2 separate regions of the Hordeum vulgare genome follow, and region 2 is linked to region 1. The links are chromatin contacts, called in public Hi-C maps. All regions are on one chromosome and are shown on one strand. The core of a region is the stretch at or near the end of the contact, and the rest is flanking DNA. Distances in the headings are between cores, read along the strand shown. Region 1 holds the start of LOC123425461 (vesicle transport protein GOT1-like). Region 2 holds the start of LOC123425464 (MFP1 attachment factor 1-like).

Region 1 (5,245 bases), core at 1,567-4,066:
GAACACATGTCCGTCTACTTTATACAGAGCGATCTGGCATCCTTTGGGAATGTTTCGACAGCACGGCGATCACACGGGGACTCGTCTTCCTCTGAACCGGGTGAGCAACTGCGAAATTGGAGTAGGAAACAGTAGTAAGAATAATGGGAGTTGAGATCTAGTCATATGGTTCATCAATCTCCATGTAAATAATCTCTCACAAAAATATCTCCATATAAACGAAGTGGTGACGAAATTGGGTTAGACTTGGAAGAAAATTTAGGCACCTCGGCAATAGCAAAGCCACAAAGAACAAGGGTTACATATTATCTTACCGAAGTCACATAAGGGTGTTGGAAAATCCAACCGACGGTGGGGTTCTTTTGCAGGTAAACAGCAGCAGTGGGCCAGAAGCCGCTGTGAAAAAATTCAGTAGCAGTCAGATATAAGATGACCATATAAAATTCAGCAGCATTAGACCCAAAGGCTTCTACCATTTCTTACTGCACACCGAAAACCAGACATAAGATGACCATATAAATGCACAACACAGGATTTACGAACCTGAACAGCGCGGCAAAGCCATACGACTCCGCCATCATTCCAAAGACAGGCCAACCAATGAGGACGAGGAAAAGTCCAATCCCGAAAGCAATCGAACCCTGCACATTCAGGTGAATCTTTGTTAGCTCATAACTGAACCGGAACTGAACAGTTTGTATGTATGACCGAGCTTGCTTTGTTACGTGTATATGACCTTGTGATTCTTAGGCTTGGTGAAGAACTGTACGGTTGACTTCAGCCCAATGGTTAGTGAAACACCAGATACGAAGAGAATCTGACAACATGATATACATGATGGTAATTAGAAAGGAATCGGTTGCAGGCTTGCAGCGAAGTATAAGTAAACCAGGAGGATGATTCTTACATTCCCCATTGCCAAGAACCCCTTGTCAAACAGCATGAGGATCCCAAGAAACGAGAAGAGAACTCCAAACCCAGTCAAGCCCAGCCCAATCTCTGTTGGAAAATATGAAACAACTTGAGCAAGAGTTCAGAGATGCAGTACAAGACAAGTGTCAGTTGGTTAAGTTAGACGCCCCAAAATACAGCCATACTTAGAAACTACTTGTAGTTTGAGCAAGAGCTCAGAGGTGCAGTCCAAGACAAGTGTCACTTGATTAAATTAGACGCTCCAAAATACAGCCATACTTAGAAATTATTTGTAGTTTGAGCAAGAGTTCAGAGGAACAGGTGCATTGTACAAGACGTGAAAGGGAAGTGTCACTTAGACAGCCGATTACAGTCATACTGAGCATTTAGCATCTACTGATTATATCTTCCTGACAACTTGTTCAACAACGAATGACCAAACAGGAAAACACCGAACACCACGAGTGGTTCTTATTCTGAACAGATGCCATGCACCTAAGCCCAAGTTAATTTTGTACACATCTGTTTGACAAACATTAGAAATCACACTGATCTAATCCTACACAGAGGCAATGAGAGAGGAATAGTTTGCCACATTCAAATAGTGGACCAAAAACATTTATGCAACGACATCATGATCATACTAACGGCAAATAATTTACACTAAGCAAACCCTGAGACAAGACATCGCTGAATTTGGGACAGATTCAACACACCAAACCAATACTGTTAACTTGCACAGTGAACCCATCGGACTGTAAAATTAAGCATAGAAGAATTTGTACACCAACTGCTATATTTAGCAGTTAGCAACTATTAGATGGTGCCTCCTGATTATTACTACCTGAAAATGTGTACACCAACCAATGACCAAGCAGTAAAATACCGAATAGCATGAGTGGTTCTTATTCTGAACAGATGTCATACTCATAATCGCTAGTTAATTTTCTACACATCTGTCTGCCAAACATGAAACATTAGAAATCACACACTTCTAATCCTACCCAGAAGCAATGATAGAAGAATAGTTTTGCCACATGTAAACAGTGGACCAAAAGAATTAACGCAACGACATCATACCAACAGCGAATAATTCACACTAATCAAACCCTGAGATAAAACATCGCTGAATTTCGGCGAGATTCTACACACCAAACCAATACTGCTAACTTTGACAGTAAACCCATCGGACTGTAAAATACGGAGCAGAATTCGTAGCAACCAAGGCGCGAATCACCATTGGATCAGTTGTAGCTACAGAAAACAAAACAACCATCTCAATCCCCTACGGCTTTCGACACCAGAGCAGCAGACGGGGCCAAGTGCGAGACGAATAATTTACGAGACTGGCGAGAGAGCAAACACCTCCCAATCTCGCAACGAACGACACACGAATCGCGCTAGAAGGAGAGAGGGAGAAGGAAGGGGGAGGGGGGCGGTTGTGGAGTCACGTACTCTTGCGGTCATTCATGTCGAAGGAAACCATCGCGCCCGCCCGCCGCCACACGCGCGCGAGCAGCGACCGCCTGCAACAGCAACGAAGGACAGAAGAACCATGTCAGAGGATCAAGGCGCTGCAGCATCAGGACTCCACGAAACAATGTACCAAAACCCAAACCCGGCCGGAAACCAGACACGCGCCGCGCCGCAACGGAATCGACCAAATCAACTCGCACGCACACCGAGAAACCTCGGGAAACGCACGCGGAATGGAGGAGAGGGGATCTCGCGCTCCCGCGAGCGAGTGATCAGGGGGTAAGCAGAAGCACGCGCACGCACCTCTGTCGAACGCCCCGAAGAGCGCGGCGCCGGCCGGAGACGGCGAAGTCGAGGGGGGGAGCGGCGAGTGGCGAGAGACGAGAGTCGGTTCGGGGCTTCAGGCCGGGGGTGCGAATGAACGGAACGGTTGTCGCGGAGAAGAAGCCCTTCTCCGTTCTTATTTGCGGGGTCGGACGCGAGCCCGTGCCGTCGGATCGGTCGGCGCGAGCGGCCGAGGGTGCGATCGGACGGCCATGGCCGGTTCAAAACGGCCGTTGGGCTCGTGCGGCGCTGAGCAGAGGAGGGCCCGCGGTGGCTGGGTGCGCGTGGCGGGCTGGACTTGCTTGCCCTTGAAGTAGCACGTCTCTTCGGCTCGAGGGTTTAGGGCGATGAGGCCATCCGGCCAATGGGGATGGTACAAGTGGAATGTCCTAACAAGATTGTTTTTTTACTGAATACCATTACCATCAATGCACTTTATTAAGGCTCAAACGATTAACAATATTTTTGAAAATAAAAGTAAACTAGGGGATCTTCATCCCAAAACATTTTAGTGCATCTTTTATCTGCAAGAATTGCGAAACACAACAATATATTTTTAAGAACATAGTGAGATGTCACCTTAATTACTACTCGTACTACAAGATTGTAAACGTGCTTGGTTGTGTTGTGCATAGGAAATACATAAGATTCTTTCAAAGAGGTTTGGAGTGGATGAAAAGTTTTCTATGAATCCTAAGGACAATTTCCTATAATTTGCAATCCTACAAATCAAACAACCCGCATAGGAAATATTTCATTTGAGAGTCCTTTGAATAAAAAAGAAACCCTTAGAATTCGAATGATAGGAGAATCCAGCTAAATTGTGCACCACTCTATTTCTATCCCAAGGGCAATAAATAAAAAGGACTAAAGCGGTTCTAGCCGCTTTCTAAAACCTTTCGGCTAAGATAGTCGTATAGGAAGTCCAAATCTCAGTCGATCCACCACATGCTTGAATAGCTTCCAATGTGCCCGACTCCATTGTAACATTTTTTGGATCCCAATTTCTCAATAAGCTCCACATATCTCTAGATAGCTATTGTTGGTTGCAAGATTCAACAAGTTTGAAGATAAACGGGATGCTCCCGCCTTCGCTTCTCTATGGTACTTTATATGATTGTTGACACATCACCAAAACCATTAGGAAATTACTCATACGTCTCTAATGTATCTACTTTTTCAAACACTTTTGTTCTGGTTTTGACCTTTAATTTACATGATTTGAATGAAACTAACCCGGACTAATGTTGTTTTCAGCAGAACTACCTTGATGTTATTTTTCTGCAAAAATAAAAGTTTTTCAAATTGGACAAAACTTTTTATGCATTATTTATGGCATTTATAAGGAATTATGGAGCGAAGACTTGTCAAAGGAGGTGTGCCAAGGGGGCACAAGCCAATAGGGCGCCCGCTAGGTCGCACCCTGATGGCTTGTGGGGCCCACGTGGCTCCTCTGGCCCTAATTCCAGTCGTAAAAAATCACATCTTCGAAGAAGAAAATCCAGAGAGAAGTTTTCATTGCGTTTCACGAGACGAAGCCGCCGCCACCTCCTGTTCTTCCTCCAAAGGGCTGATTTGTAGTTTGTTTGGGGCTCTCGAGAGGGGGATTCATCGTCATCGTCATCACCAACCCTTCTTCATCAGTACCGTCATGATGCTCACCACTGGGAGTGAGTAATTCCTTTGTAGGCTTGTTAGACGATGGTGGGATTGGATGAGATAGATCATGTAATCGAGTTAAGTTTGGTTGGGCTTGATCCCTGGTATCCACTATGTTGTGAGATTGATGTCACTATGACTTTGTTATGCTTAATGCTTGTCACTAGGGCCTCAGTGCCATGATTTTAGATCTGAACCTATTATGTTTTCATGAATATGAGAGTGATTTGGATCATATCTTGCAAGTTGTAGTTACCTATTATGTGTCTTGATCCGCATACCCCAAGATGACAATAATTGGGATTCTTTCCGATGACTGTTGTAGTTTGAGGAGTTAATGTATTCATCATGTGTTAATGCTTTGTTCTGGTTCTCTGTTAAAAGGAGGCCTTAATATCCCTTAGTTTCCAATAGGACCCCGTTGCCAGGGGAGGGTAGGACAAAAGATGTCATGCAAGTTCTTATCGCAAGCATGTATGACTATATACGGAATACATGCCTACATTATATTGATGAATTGGAACTAGTTCCGTGTTGCCCTAGTGTGTAACTGTTACATGATCAATGTCATCTAGATCATTATCCATCACCGATCCACGTGCCTATGCTTTACATATACTGAATCTTGCTAAGTTACTACTGTTGCTGCTGCTGTCACACCTGCTACTTAACTGTTACCGTTACTACTGTTACCAAAGTTGCTGCTATTATTGTTACTGTTACTACTATATTTTGTTGTGCTACTAAATCCTTGGTGCAGAGTGGTATCCCAGGTGCGATTGAATTGACAACTCAATTTTTACATCCAATAGATATTCTTTGGCTCCCCTTGTATCGAATAAATAAATTAGTGTGAAATACTACCCGTGAAGAC
Region 2 (5,245 bases), core at 1,228-3,727, 190 kb after region 1:
CATAATCTATCCTGTTTGGAGACAGAATAGATTATAAAAACTGATTTATATAATCTGAGTGGTTCCAAACAGGGCCTAAATTGAGGTGTTCCAGTTTTTTTTATTGTATGTACTTCTTTTAACCTGCACAGACCATATGTCTATTTTCTTTAATGTCTTTAGCTCCTTATTGCCTCTCAACCATTATGCATGAATATGACACAGCACCAGGTATACGGACGTACCAGAAAACAATTCACCATGAAAGAACTGTAGCACCTACTGACTATGGAAACTAAGAAACATCAACAGCATCAACCGTAGCTAGCTTCAATAATTCAATGTCATGAACAGTCACAAGCCAACAAACATCCCCAGAAAGAAAAAAGGCAACAAACAACATCAACATACATGGCTGGTAGCTCTAGACTATCAGTCGATGCATCACGTGGAAGAATATCAGAATTTTCACAAAAAGAAGACAAAGTTGACTCTTATGAAGACATTGGTTAGTCTTGTATGTTGCCCTAAAATAAGCATTGAAGCAAAACCAGCCAAATTGGTAGTACTATTTTCAATCAAATAAGGTGATGTTTCTTTTCAAGGGACTAGACTTTTTTTAGTCCCAGAGACTAAAGAAAAAAGTCCCTCCAATAAAGACTTTTTCTAGTCCGTTAAGGAAAAGTCCCTCCTGTTTCTTTACCTAGGGACTAAAACGGACTTTTTAGTCTAGTCCCTAGGTAAAGAAACACCACCTAAACTATTTCCAAAGTTGCACTAAAGCTGCGACAATTAATATGGTTCGGAGGGAGTATTGCATTCACTTAATTTTGAAGCAAAGCTAAACCTTCTTTCATTCACATAAACTCCATGCTGGTTTTCTTTAATTCAGACCATTTATTCTTGACAGCTGGCATAAAGCATAGGTAGAAGAAACTGAAGCTTCAAGATTTAGCATTTGGTAAACTGTGCTTCTCATCTAGCAACACATGACCAACTAATTTAAAATAACTTAATTCTGTACGCAGACGTAGCTGCATAGTGCACACCTAGTATTGCAATCGGGTACTCTTCATTGGAATGCCAACTACTAGTAGTACATGTTACTATGCTAGTTGCTGTCTTGGATGCAATGTTAGCAGCTCCATTCAGCCAACCAAAAACTGACTAGCATTGATCTATCCTAACGTAGAAATGAAATACTGTAGTTTAAAGTTAAATAAACACCCAAAAACACTTATAAACCCATGCGTGTTTTGGAAAACAATATGCGCCTATTTTCAACTCAAAATAGATAGTACTCCCTCCGTCCCAAAATAAGTGACTCAACTTTGTACTAACTTCAGCATAAAATTAGTGCAAAGTTCAGTCACTTATTTTGGAACGGAGGGTTTACTTAATCAGCTCAGCAATATACTACTTTCAACAGAATGAAACCTAAAGAACCAATGACTACTCCCTCCGCCCCATAATATGAGATGTTATTACAAGACAGAGGGAATACAGTACCTAAGAACTAACGCCGTCCAAGTCCATAAGATTAATGGGCCAAAGCACGCACTGCTACACCATCCAAACGAGAACAAACTCAACACTGAAGGAACAAGCATACAATTAGCACCATTAGTACAAATATTCATTGGTACAATCTGCTTGCAATCTACTGCAGGCGTTACAGATGACCTGATGAATCATTCATGCACACCTTAAGGACAATGATGCACCCCTGATAGGCTGATATGGCTTAAAGTTTGTAGCAAGGTACCAGGTTCATGAAACAAACATCAATTCCCCATCTCATAGGCATCTCTAGTAAAGTAGTAGTAGTAGAAGTAGTAGTAACAATAGATAATCTCCAACGAAATGCCAAAATAGCAGCACATCTTAGTGGATCAAAGCTCGGAGCTAGCACCTTACTCCTCCGTTGGGGGCGGAGCAGTCGCCGACGAACCCTCAGACTCTTCAGCGCTCGGCTCCGCAGGGGTCCCTGCAGCGGCGGTGGCAGTGGCGCGCGACTTGGCGAGCTCGAGGAGGCGGCGGCTGACCTCCTTGGAGTACGCCTGGAGGACCTCGATCCCTTCCTCCAGGGAGGCTGGGGAGGCGGCGGCTGACTCCGATGCGGCCGCGAAGGCCTCGGCCTCGACTTCGGCGGCGGCGGCCTCGGCCTCCGGCTCCGGGATGGCGCCGTAGCGCTGGGAGAGGACGCTGGGCGCGGACAGGGTCTGCACGACGCGCCGCACAACGGCGTCGCGCGTGCGCTGCGACGGCGGCCAGATGCTGAGCGACGGGAGCAGCGTCTCCGGCGAGGCCTTCTCTGCCGACGCCGGAGGGGTAGCGGCGTCGGCGGAGGCTTCGGTGGGCGCGGGGTGGACGCCCTCGGCGCCGGCGTTGGGGGCGTCCTCGGCCATGGTGTGGAGAGCAGAGAGGGAGAGATCTGTGGCGTGGAGTGGGAGGAGAGCGAGCTGTGCTTCTGGTCTGTGGGGTGGGTTGGAGACTTGGTAGGTTGGGTCTGGTTTGGTTCGCGTCACGGGTGAGGGTGACGGCTCACGTGTCCCGTCAAGTGAAGAGTGAAGTCTGTTTTAAACCTTTAGATTGTAGAGCTCGTTTAAAATGAAGTCTTATCTTTAAATCCGTAAAGTTTGCACCCTGTTTTTTTAATCCCGGTTGTTTTCAACCCTTAGCCAATCCTAGACCTGTTTGTAAGCACAATCCCGATGGAGATCGCTCATTTCTCTGAATGACAACATGGGCCTATGTGTCATCTTCATCTTCTTCATCTATGTCTCATCTTCTCTTTCTCCCTTGGCGTGAGCCCATGCAAACCGGGCAGCAATGCAGCGTAGTTGGTTCTTGTGCGCGGACTGGGTGACTGTATCGGCCACATTTAGGAGCGCTCGAGAGGAGGTGCCGTCCATCTGATCTCCAGTTCTCCACAACGATCTAGCTCTTGGATATTACTATATGCAAAGCGGCCCGTTCGCAATGCTACAGCCGAGTACGAATGTGCAAACACATAAACAGTAGAACGCATACACGTATGCAATGTATAACTAACCATCAACGCACGATTGCATGATCAATCTTGTACGTGCCTTTCTTCACATCATCGATTCCAATCAACAAAGCCCGGTCGCCGCCGCCATGGGCCGCGCCGCTGCACGAGGCATCCTCTCTCCTGGTGTGGATCATATCTGCAGCCTGACTACCAATGACGCAAGCAAGCAACGCAGCGAAGCAGCAACAGCAAAGCAACCAGCATGCAGACGCCCGGTCGGCGATCGGAGGTAGGTGGCCGCTGGACGCACACATCTGGAGGGAGGCGGCGACTGCTCCGACGGCTCGCAGCTGCGGCTAGCCTGGAGCACGGCTGGGCACTGAGAGCTGCCTGAGGGAGGACGTCCGGCCACCACCACGATGTGCCCGATCGTAGACGGCGAGCGGCACGGCGTCGCCGAGGTCGCGTGCTCCAGGGCCTCGTTCTCGATCCCGGTGGCCAGACACAGAAGGTGGCGAATTCGATCATGCTCTGCCTCCCGAGCAACGGCAGGACCGGGTTCAACATCGACGGCGTGGGCGCGGTCATTTTTGTCGGCTGCGTGTTCTTCCTCGTGCCCCTAGCGGACCGACTGTCCATCACGATGCTCGGCATCCCGATCTGGAAGCCCTTCGCCAGGAACCCCGGCTACTTTGTGACCGGACCGCCAGCAACGGTGTCGCCATCGACAAAACGCGGGTGGCTACCTCCGACGCAGTCGTAGTCGGGCTCTTCACCATGATCAGCAACTGCAATGTGTGTTCCACCATCAACATGTTGCCGCCGTTCACACATGGCGAGTTGTCTGGCTCTGGCGTGATGGGAGACTACACATATCAGTTGTAGAGCTTGATCCTGATCAGGATCATCTTTTTCCCTGTGTGCCAAACGGGTCAAGGGTTGAGATAGGCTGGGATTCTTGAGTACAGGGTATAGATTTCAGGGGTTTAAAGGTGAGGGTTCGTTTACGACGAGGTCTACAATCTCAAGGTTTAAAACAAACATCACTCTCACGTGAACACGACCAGCGTGCGCCGTGCGCCCATGGGTTTTACTATCGAGGCGGTATATGGGCTGCAGGGTCGTCTGATGCTGTCTCACTCCCACATTCCGTTTTGTTGCGTGAAGAAAGGCAAAATCACTCATTGGATCTTCCATGGGTTTTTATTTTTTTTATAGAGGGAGTACTAGAGAGGTACTTCTTGACAGCGGGGTAAAAATAAATCATGAAAAATCTTCCATCTTCGGTCAGGATTGCCCGCAAGGGGTACGGATAGTATAAAAATTACTCTGGAATTTTAAAACGAATCTCTCAGCGACCGGTATCTGGGTATGCCTACAGATATGGATCACCCGAAGAATGGGTGTTCAAATATTTGCTTGATCGAGTATGGAAAAAGTTAGAGGGTGGATGCAGAAAATCTTGTGTGCAGCAGGGAAAGAGGTGTTGATCAAATCAGTGGCGCGGGCCATCCCAATGTACTCAATGCAATGTTTTCGCTTACCCCCGCGGCTTATGTGATAGTGTAACATCTTTGATCAAACAGTTCTGGTGAGGAAGTAAGAAGGGAAACGAAAACCGACATGGATAGCTTGGGATGTGATGACAAAGCCCAAACACTTGGGCGGACTTGGCTTTCGCGATCTAGATATTTTTTAATCTAGCTCTTCTCGCCAAGCAATCTTGGCTTATGATACAAAACCCATATGCTCTTAGCACGTGGATTCTGAAGGATGCATACTATCCGCACTCGTCCATCTTTGAGGCTGATTTGGGAGCTCACCCCTCGTAGATTTGGAGAGCTGTTTTGGATCGAACAGATGTGCTTCAAGGACTAATAAAGTGTATTCATGATGGGGAGTCTACTAACATCTGGAGTGACAACTAGATCCCTCGGGATAGTATCAGGAGGCCTATAACATCGCTTGTTCCTGATCCACCAACAAGGGTGTTTGAACTCATTCACCATACTACTAGCTCCTGGAATGTACACCTCATCGGGTCGGTCTTTATACACATTGATGTGGAAGCAATCCTGAAAATTCCCCTTTATACAAGGCAAATACCGGATTTTTGGGCATGGAGTAAGGAGGGAAGGGGCCTCTTCACAGTTAGGAGCGCTTGCATAATGATTCAAAGGACTAAGCTGAATAGAGAAGCATGGTTGTATGGTGAAGAAGGATCCTCCTACACTAATTATGACAGCAGAGAATGGACAAACCTGTGGAAAA

The links. A called contact is a pair of places that touch in the nucleus more often than the background predicts.
Region 2: a Hi-C map of leaf shows a contact between it and region 1, with 8 times the contacts expected there. The contact joins the promoter of LOC123425464 here to the promoter of LOC123425461 in region 1. A contact is called at or near these places in 2 of 6 Hi-C or Micro-C datasets (leaf and seedling) and 1 of 1 datasets of contacts at active chromatin or transcription factors (embryo).

What each region holds. Positions count from the first base shown.
Region 1 is chr2H:119,689,469-119,694,713 of MorexV3_pseudomolecules_assembly, forward strand. It overlaps LOC123425461 (vesicle transport protein GOT1-like), which reads right to left and starts at 2,817. Exons shown (of 7, transcript XM_045109166.1): 1 at 2,692-2,817; 2 at 2,368-2,438; 3 at 908-999; 4 at 737-817; 5 at 544-641; 6 at 315-396; 7 at 1-108. The coding sequence starts at 2,398. The coding sequence ends at 70.
Region 2 is chr2H:119,874,842-119,880,086 of MorexV3_pseudomolecules_assembly, forward strand. LOC123425464 (MFP1 attachment factor 1-like) reads right to left here and starts at 2,478. Exons shown (of 1, transcript XM_045109170.1): 1 at 1,575-2,478. The coding sequence starts at 2,387. The coding sequence ends at 1,893.